Linked DNA regions of Mus musculus: region 2 is linked to region 1. The links are chromatin contacts, called in public HiChIP or PLAC-seq maps. All regions are on one chromosome and are shown on one strand. Each heading gives the region's core, a stretch centred on a gene start, on an enhancer-like site or on the middle of the called end of the contact. The rest is flanking DNA. Distances are from core to core; before and after follow the strand shown.

Region 1 (3,414 bases), core at 612-3,111:
ACATGAGAAAGATATGAAACCTCCTACATTACATATGTAGCTTGGATACACCTTAAAACATTATTTTCAAATATCACAAATTACATATTAAGAATACATGTCTTGCTGTTTGCATTTAAGAACAGTCCAGCGTGTCTGTGCTCTGTGTGTTTACATTACTTCAGAACTTATTTTTACCTCTTGATAAAACGTTATCTACAAAGTTTCTCAGATGTTTAATAAATGAGACAAAGCGATCACTGTGAAAACACGGGCTGTGACTTCAGCTCTTTCTTCTTTCATCCTATGCACTTCCTATCAGTCATGCAATTTCCTGTCCCTTAGGGTTTCTGACGGATTTCCATCTCTGTGATCTCAGAGCTGCTGCCTGCTCAGCCTGATGGAGCATCCACCCGCTGAATATGGACAGCACTCCCTCTGCCACGGTGCAGCACTGAAATCTGAGGTGTTGATGGTCACCATTTCCAGTTATTTTAACTGCAGGACCACCTTGAAACACAAACAGGGAGAAGCCATGTCAGCATAGACTAGACGGAAGCTGCTATGTGCTAGATGACCTCTGAAGAGCGATATGAAGAGCAACTGGCAAATGGGGACAGGGCTTATGGCTCCTGGCTGCAGAGATCTGTGCTCGGTCACTCACACCCAGTCCAGGCTCTGCCACACCCACCTCTCCGAAGGCCACCAGGCTTCGACTACAAGTACGGTTACCGGACATGAGGGTCAATCATGAAGGCAAAATTAAAACATGAGCAACTAGGCAGACTAGGAAGAAGGTGATGGTTATTGCGGCTTAAAAGGGCAGGGGGATCTAGAATGATGGCAGCCAGGGAGGTGACCAGGAAGAACGGGAGCCAGTTCCTGAGAGCTGCCCAGTAATGAGCAAACAGTGACAATAAAAATCCTGTTTTCCTTTCCCCACAGCACATCTCTGCTGTCTCACCACTGTTTTCTATGTACTACACACTGGGCCTGGCTGCTGGGGTTCAGACACATCATATGTCAGCCTGATTCTGTCATAACTACAGTTATATTTTATCTCCCAAACTCAGAACTTTACAAAAGCAATTTTTAACATTTGTCCATCCAAATAAGACATTTGGTTTTTTTTTGTTATAAAATCATAAAGATCTTTTTTTTTACTAGAGAAACTTCAGAATCAACTAATTTCGTGATCTCAAGATAAACTTTATTTTTAAGCTTAATGAATACTAAAGGAAACCAAAATGAATAGTTAGAATAGTACTGCTTTTTATTTTTTTTAAACTAACTAGTAGGTAATTAAATTCAGAACTTGGTAACTGAATGTTTTAAGTTCTAATTAACTCTACCTTTAAAGTAGAGGTCAGACAACCCAAACAAGTCTTTTCTGTGCTTGATATTAAGTGTCAGCGAGTGAGACACATTGAAACCCAGTTGGAATTCTCTTTCCTTACACAAGGGTGGCCTGATGCTTAAGCAGTAAGCTCCTGTGTGATGGATCGAGTTCAAGCAAGCGCATACCTTATTAGCGGCCTCCAAGGAGCTGATCAGACTCTGTAACTCCTCTTTACTCATCTCAACAGTGTACGGTTTCACTTTGTCATCTTCCTTCACATCCAGATGAAGGTTCAAAAGGGGCATCTGCAAGGTGGCAATCTTGTCACTAGAAAGCGCGAGCTGTGGAAAGGAGAGGAGAATAATGCACAGTATTACACAGCATGCTGACACCACTCAACAAATACCAGGGCTGGGGAAGAGCTCGCATCCCAGTGTTTCCCAGGATGCTCACAAATTCTGGGAAACAAGAGAATAAACTAACCCTGTGGCAGAACACACAGTCAGAGAGCAGGAAGCGAGAGAAAAGGAGACAAAACACATACAGGAAGTGGGCAGGAAGAAAGGAAACTGCGGTTTGTCCAGCTAAACAGAATACTTTTAATTCTAGATTGAAATCATGGTTTACTATAGAAATGCAGAAGGACTAAAAGTGTCCAATACATAAAGAATCAGAATTGTTATAGAAAAGATTCCAAGATGACAGTTCATGTAGAAGACAGTCTAAAGACACTCAGAAACTCTTACGAATTAAGCAACTTACCTCATGACTGGCTACCAAAACTGTTGATGCTACCCAAAGGGCGTCTAGTCTTCTTCTAACGTATCTACAGCATCTGCAATTGGCTTGACCTTTCCCAGCTACAGAGCCTCCAGTGTTAAGAATCTTCATAAATCATGATTCTAATTAAATTCCTGGTCATTCTTTCCTGGCGGGGGTCCTACTTGTTTAGGTATTTAAGTTGGGCAATGAAAACTAAAGGAATTAATAAGCTGATGCAAAAGCCTGCACACTTGAAAACAGCATCCACAGGAGCCTTCCCCTGCCTGAGAGCACAGCAGTCTCACAGCACAATGTAAGACCGAAGCTGCATCAGTTAAGGGGCCATTTGATAAACGAAAGCAACTACATGTCCTTCATAAATGCTGCTGTGAGCACCTGTCCCCAGTCATCCATGCTTACTTCAATGTTAAATGTGTACTTAAATGAAACCTCTTATTTAATCTATCACTGATTAACTTGCCTTCTTCATTTGGACCTTCAGTGTAATGTTTTCAAGCTTTGGCTGTATTGCATGCTTACTATACTTCTGGTTTGTGTCAATATGATAAGCATGTTAATAAACAATCCTTAACACAGCTGAGCCTCAACCAGAACCACAGAACCATTTCCTCAGCTGAGACAACAAGTGGATACTTACCGAGTTCTGAGCCTACCTCACTGTCCCACTTTCCCATCTTTTGTCCTCTTAATTCACCAAAACAACATACGGCACTGTCTGGATCTAAGACCATGCCAGGATCAGGAACCAGAATGGACCTGAACCTGTCTACTCGTATGGTACCTTAAAGAACAAAAGACGGTTCTGAAATTGCTCTTTCTCAGCTCTACTCAGGACTACCCTCTTTGCCCAATGTTTTTAAAACTGTTACTTTATTACATATACTTTCCTCATAGAAGTAAAATCACATTTATCAATTTTGAGAGCGCTATGGCATCTATAAGACCCTCACCAAGGTTATACACTAAATACACACTTCTCCACTTCTGACTGATAGGTGTGGGAAAATTCATTGTCAGTACAATGACACCACACATGGTCTGGCTGCTTACAGTGCTCTTATGTCCAAGTTAACACAAAACCAATTATTTACATGAGGTTTGCTATTACCTTGGAACACTGTAGTCTCAACATAACCAATTTTAGGCATGTTTACTTTAAAAGAATAAGTAAACTTAAATATTACACACAAAAACATATAAATAACTAGACTCTTACCTTTAACTGCCAATCAAAATCCTGCAGCTGCGCACAAGAAATATCAACTATTTCCCCCAACAGGGCCTGCTTGATCTCATTTCTCCTACTCTTTAAA
Region 2 (3,414 bases), core at 555-3,054, 640 kb after region 1:
GTAGAAAGCTGAGAAACAGCACAGAAATCCTGTGAGCCCTCATCCCTCACCCTCAGAGGCAATGGCTTTAGGCCAGAGTGGTGTTTACCCCATCTTTGCTCAGCCCTTGGAGGCTATTCTCAATGATCCCGCAGCAGAAGGCGTGGTCTGTCTCCAAAATGCCTACCTCAAATCACTTCAGCCATGGCTACCACAGGCCAGGGTCAGAGTTAGGTCATTATCTCCAGGGAAACAGGATGACTTTGATACTAGGCTAACTGATACACTCCCTCTACGAAAATTTCCTAATGTGCTAATTAGTATTTGAACTTTCGGCTCCAAAGATCTTCCAGTAGCATCGTCAGTGGTAGTAGAGAGATAGTGGTCAAAAGAGCCACTGTGAGGGCCTAAGGACCGTCACTCGGGAAAAGCCCCGAATCCACGGAAAAGAGTTTCAGGATGAGTGAGGGCGAAGCAAAGTTAACGAAGTTGGCAGAGAGGAGTTAATACGAGCTTAAGAGATGAGCACTTAAACTTTAAGCTGAGGAGCTGGGGAGGAGCGGGAGGGAGAGCACGCCAGCGTGCGTCTCTTCAGAGGGTTTCCCTGGAGTTTCTAGCGGGCAGCAGATACTCCAATACCCTTGGTGGGGAACAGCCCTCTGCTAGTCTGTCCTCCTTCCCATGGGATGCAGCCTCTTGAAGAGCCCGAGGCAAGTGGACGGTCAGGGAGAAAGGAGACAGACAGACAGACAGACAAGGCAGATCCCCCTGGCAAGCGGTACAGACGTCGCAGCCTGATTGCCCTCTCACCAGACTCTGTGGCTCAGTTACACTGCTCAAAGGATATGTTGTACAGGGTTCAAAGATAAATCAAAGATTTCAAGCCTAGCAGTGGTGGTGCACGCCTTTAATCCCAGCACTCGGGAAGTGGAGGAAATTGGATGTCTGAGTTTGAGGCCAGCCTGGTCTACAGAGCAAGTTCCAGGACAGCTTAAAAAAAAAAAAACCTTTTTTTTTTTAAAACAAAACAAAACAAAACAAAACAAACAAACAACAAAAAGCCCCACAAAGCTTTATACTTAAATTAAGAAAATAACAAATGAGCTGTTGTATGTACTTTTCTTAATGGAATTGCTTTTATCAGTGAAATGGTTTTAGGGATGAGAGGGGATCACTAATGAAGTTAAGATCAAGGTCAAAGACATTTTGACTCTTAAGTAAGCCACGTTCATCTGTTGTTTCGAACACCCCTGCATGAATGGCCCTTAGGGGGAGATTATTTCTCCAAGCTATCTTGATTTTATCTGTTGTGCTGAAATTTCTTGGACACTCAGTCAGCAGGAAATGACTCCAAAATGAGGGGTTTCATTCTCTTTCCAGGACCCCTCAATTATTCCTATTTTTTTTTTTTATCCTGTGTCACAGCTGGAAGTTTGAAGGGCTGGAGAAGTGGCTCAGCAGCTAAGGCTGCTTGCTGGTTCCCACCACCCACAGGGGTCAGCTTCCAGCAGCCTGAAACTCCAGCTTCAAGAGGACCAGAAGCCTCTGCTGGCCTCTGGGGCCACCCGCACTCGCACAGCACACATTAGTGTTGTCCCGTATTTGCCTTATTCAGCCAGTCCCGGGCTGTGTGTTGAAGTCTCGGGGCTGCGGGAGAGGGCGGACGGTCTGTGGAAACCGTCATCGCAGGAATGCTGTGGGCGGAAGAAGAGGATGGTTCCTAATCGGGGAATGAGAAAGCCAGGAAGTGGATGGAGGAGAAGCTGGGCTTCTAAGGAAGTAGCTTTCTCTGTGGAGAAAGCAAGGAAGGTTCCAGGCTGCAAAAACGACAGAGCTCTGAGAGTACGTGGGGAACTGAAACCAAAGCACAGTGGCTGAACACAGGGGTGGATCAGGAGTATAGGAAATGACACAAAGGAAGGCTGTTTGAGGCCAGATTAGGCAATGCTCACATATAAGGCTGAGGAATTGGGGTCTCTCCTGAGCAAGTCTCAATGGGTAGCAAGTAGTAAGATAGATAGACAGACAGACAGACAGACAGATAGATAGATGATAGGTATAGATATAGATCAATCACAAGGCATATATTTGAAAAAGTAATTATTGTTGGGGACACACCATCCTTCAAACCATTACCACGCTTCCCACCATATCCAGTGCTCCTAGTTTTTCTCCGAAGCTCTGTGCCTGGCTCACCCTGGGCATCACTGCTACACGCCTCCATTAGAACCTCATTATATCTCACCTGAAGTACACAGCCCTGCTGGCGTCCCGGACAGCACCCACATTCTTCACGCGGCAGTTAATAATTATTAGCTGTTACTGTGGCACTGGGGAGTCAGGTCACAGCCTTGTGCATGAACAATGATAGACAGTTTGGGGTTTGAGTGTCACCATGAGCTATGACAGGTAAAACCAAAGGACAATCAGGCCAGAGCATGCCAATGCTGCGACTACCGAACTAGCAGCTGGGCTGTTTGGAAGGACCTGGAAGTGCTCAGGACCGCCCTCTTTATAGATACAGATTTCTGCTCTTTCCCGGTGCATGTGGAGTAGACACGGCGTAACTTGGTGTAAGAGCCAAAGTTACCTTGTTTTAATTACTGTGCCTAAGAGATCCATGAAACAAAAATGCCTCTTAGTTGTTGATGCAATGTGCCCAGCAGCCTCAAGTTCCTGCCACCATGATGGATGGATGCGTGCACGCTAGCAATGAGCCAAATACACCTTTCCTTCCTTAAGCTGCTCTTGCCTGGCATTCCCACAAAAAGGAGTAAAGCAACCGCAGGGTGAACTCTGTTCTTGAGGTTCCACCTGCTCATCCACAGAAATGAGGGACATGGTCTACTAAAAGTCTCAAATGAGCACCAAAGGCCCATTCATACGGGTAACTTTGTCCTCTTCCACCTGTGCACAATTCAGAGAACAAGGCCCAAGTGTGGCAGGTGCCATTAATCAGGGAGAGGCAGGAAAGTCCTGGGTGGCTATGACATGTTCCTGTGTCCACTGGAAATAATTCGATATGAACTCTTCCAGGATCAGGAGAACTAGAATGAATAAAACCAAAGTTTTTTTCCTATTTGATGGTTGATGGCTTCTCTTTAATAAGAATGAGATAAAGCAAAGAATGACAAAACCTAACATTCTAATAAGGGTGCTTTCCACCTGATAAAGTTCTGCCATTCTTTAAAGAAAAATAAAAGCCTTAATATTAACAACTTAGTGGTTACACGTAAGAGTGGCTTAGTTATGAAGATTATGGTTTTTAAGGATTATGGTTTTAAATATGGTTCCTATCACTGCTCGGACAATTAGGTGAGATCAAGTTAATATTCAGAGAAAAAAACCCACGATGTTGAAAATCTCAAGGCAAAACTTTCATTTCCATTCCTAAAATCACAGGACAATATTCATGTAAGACTATGCCAATGTGCC

What was found. HiChIP or PLAC-seq counts read pairs in DNA pulled down with a chosen protein or histone mark.
Region 2: a contact with region 1 is called in an H3K4me3 HiChIP or PLAC-seq map of the 230-238 cell line, with 6 times the contacts expected there. The contact joins two enhancer-like sites. A contact is called at or near these places in 3 of 39 promoter capture datasets (the C10 cell line, hippocampal neurons and pre-B cells) and 1 of 115 datasets of contacts at active chromatin or transcription factors (the 230-238 cell line).

The regions. Positions count from the first base shown.
Region 1 is chr5:72,159,405-72,162,818 of GRCm38.p6, forward strand. Commd8 (COMM domain containing 8) reads right to left here. Exons shown (of 5, transcript NM_178599.5): 3 at 3,318-3,414; 4 at 1,504-1,659; 5 at 1-489. The coding sequence ends at 469. Among named protein-coding and RNA genes, the nearest start is that of Commd8, 7.1 kb to the right of the region's middle. Within about 2 kb of position 1,862, at least 49 of the 459 cell types and tissues checked have an H3K27ac peak or open chromatin away from gene starts, as enhancers often do. A contact at or near this core is called in the 230-238 cell line and pre-B cells, where this site is marked.
Region 2 is chr5:72,794,682-72,798,095 of GRCm38.p6, forward strand. All of the region lies in intron 3 of Tec (tec protein tyrosine kinase), which reads right to left. Among named protein-coding and RNA genes, the nearest start is that of Txk, 44 kb to the left of the region's middle. Within about 2 kb of position 1,805, at least 142 of the 459 cell types and tissues checked have an H3K27ac peak or open chromatin away from gene starts, as enhancers often do. A contact at or near this core is called in the 230-238 cell line and pre-B cells, where this site is marked.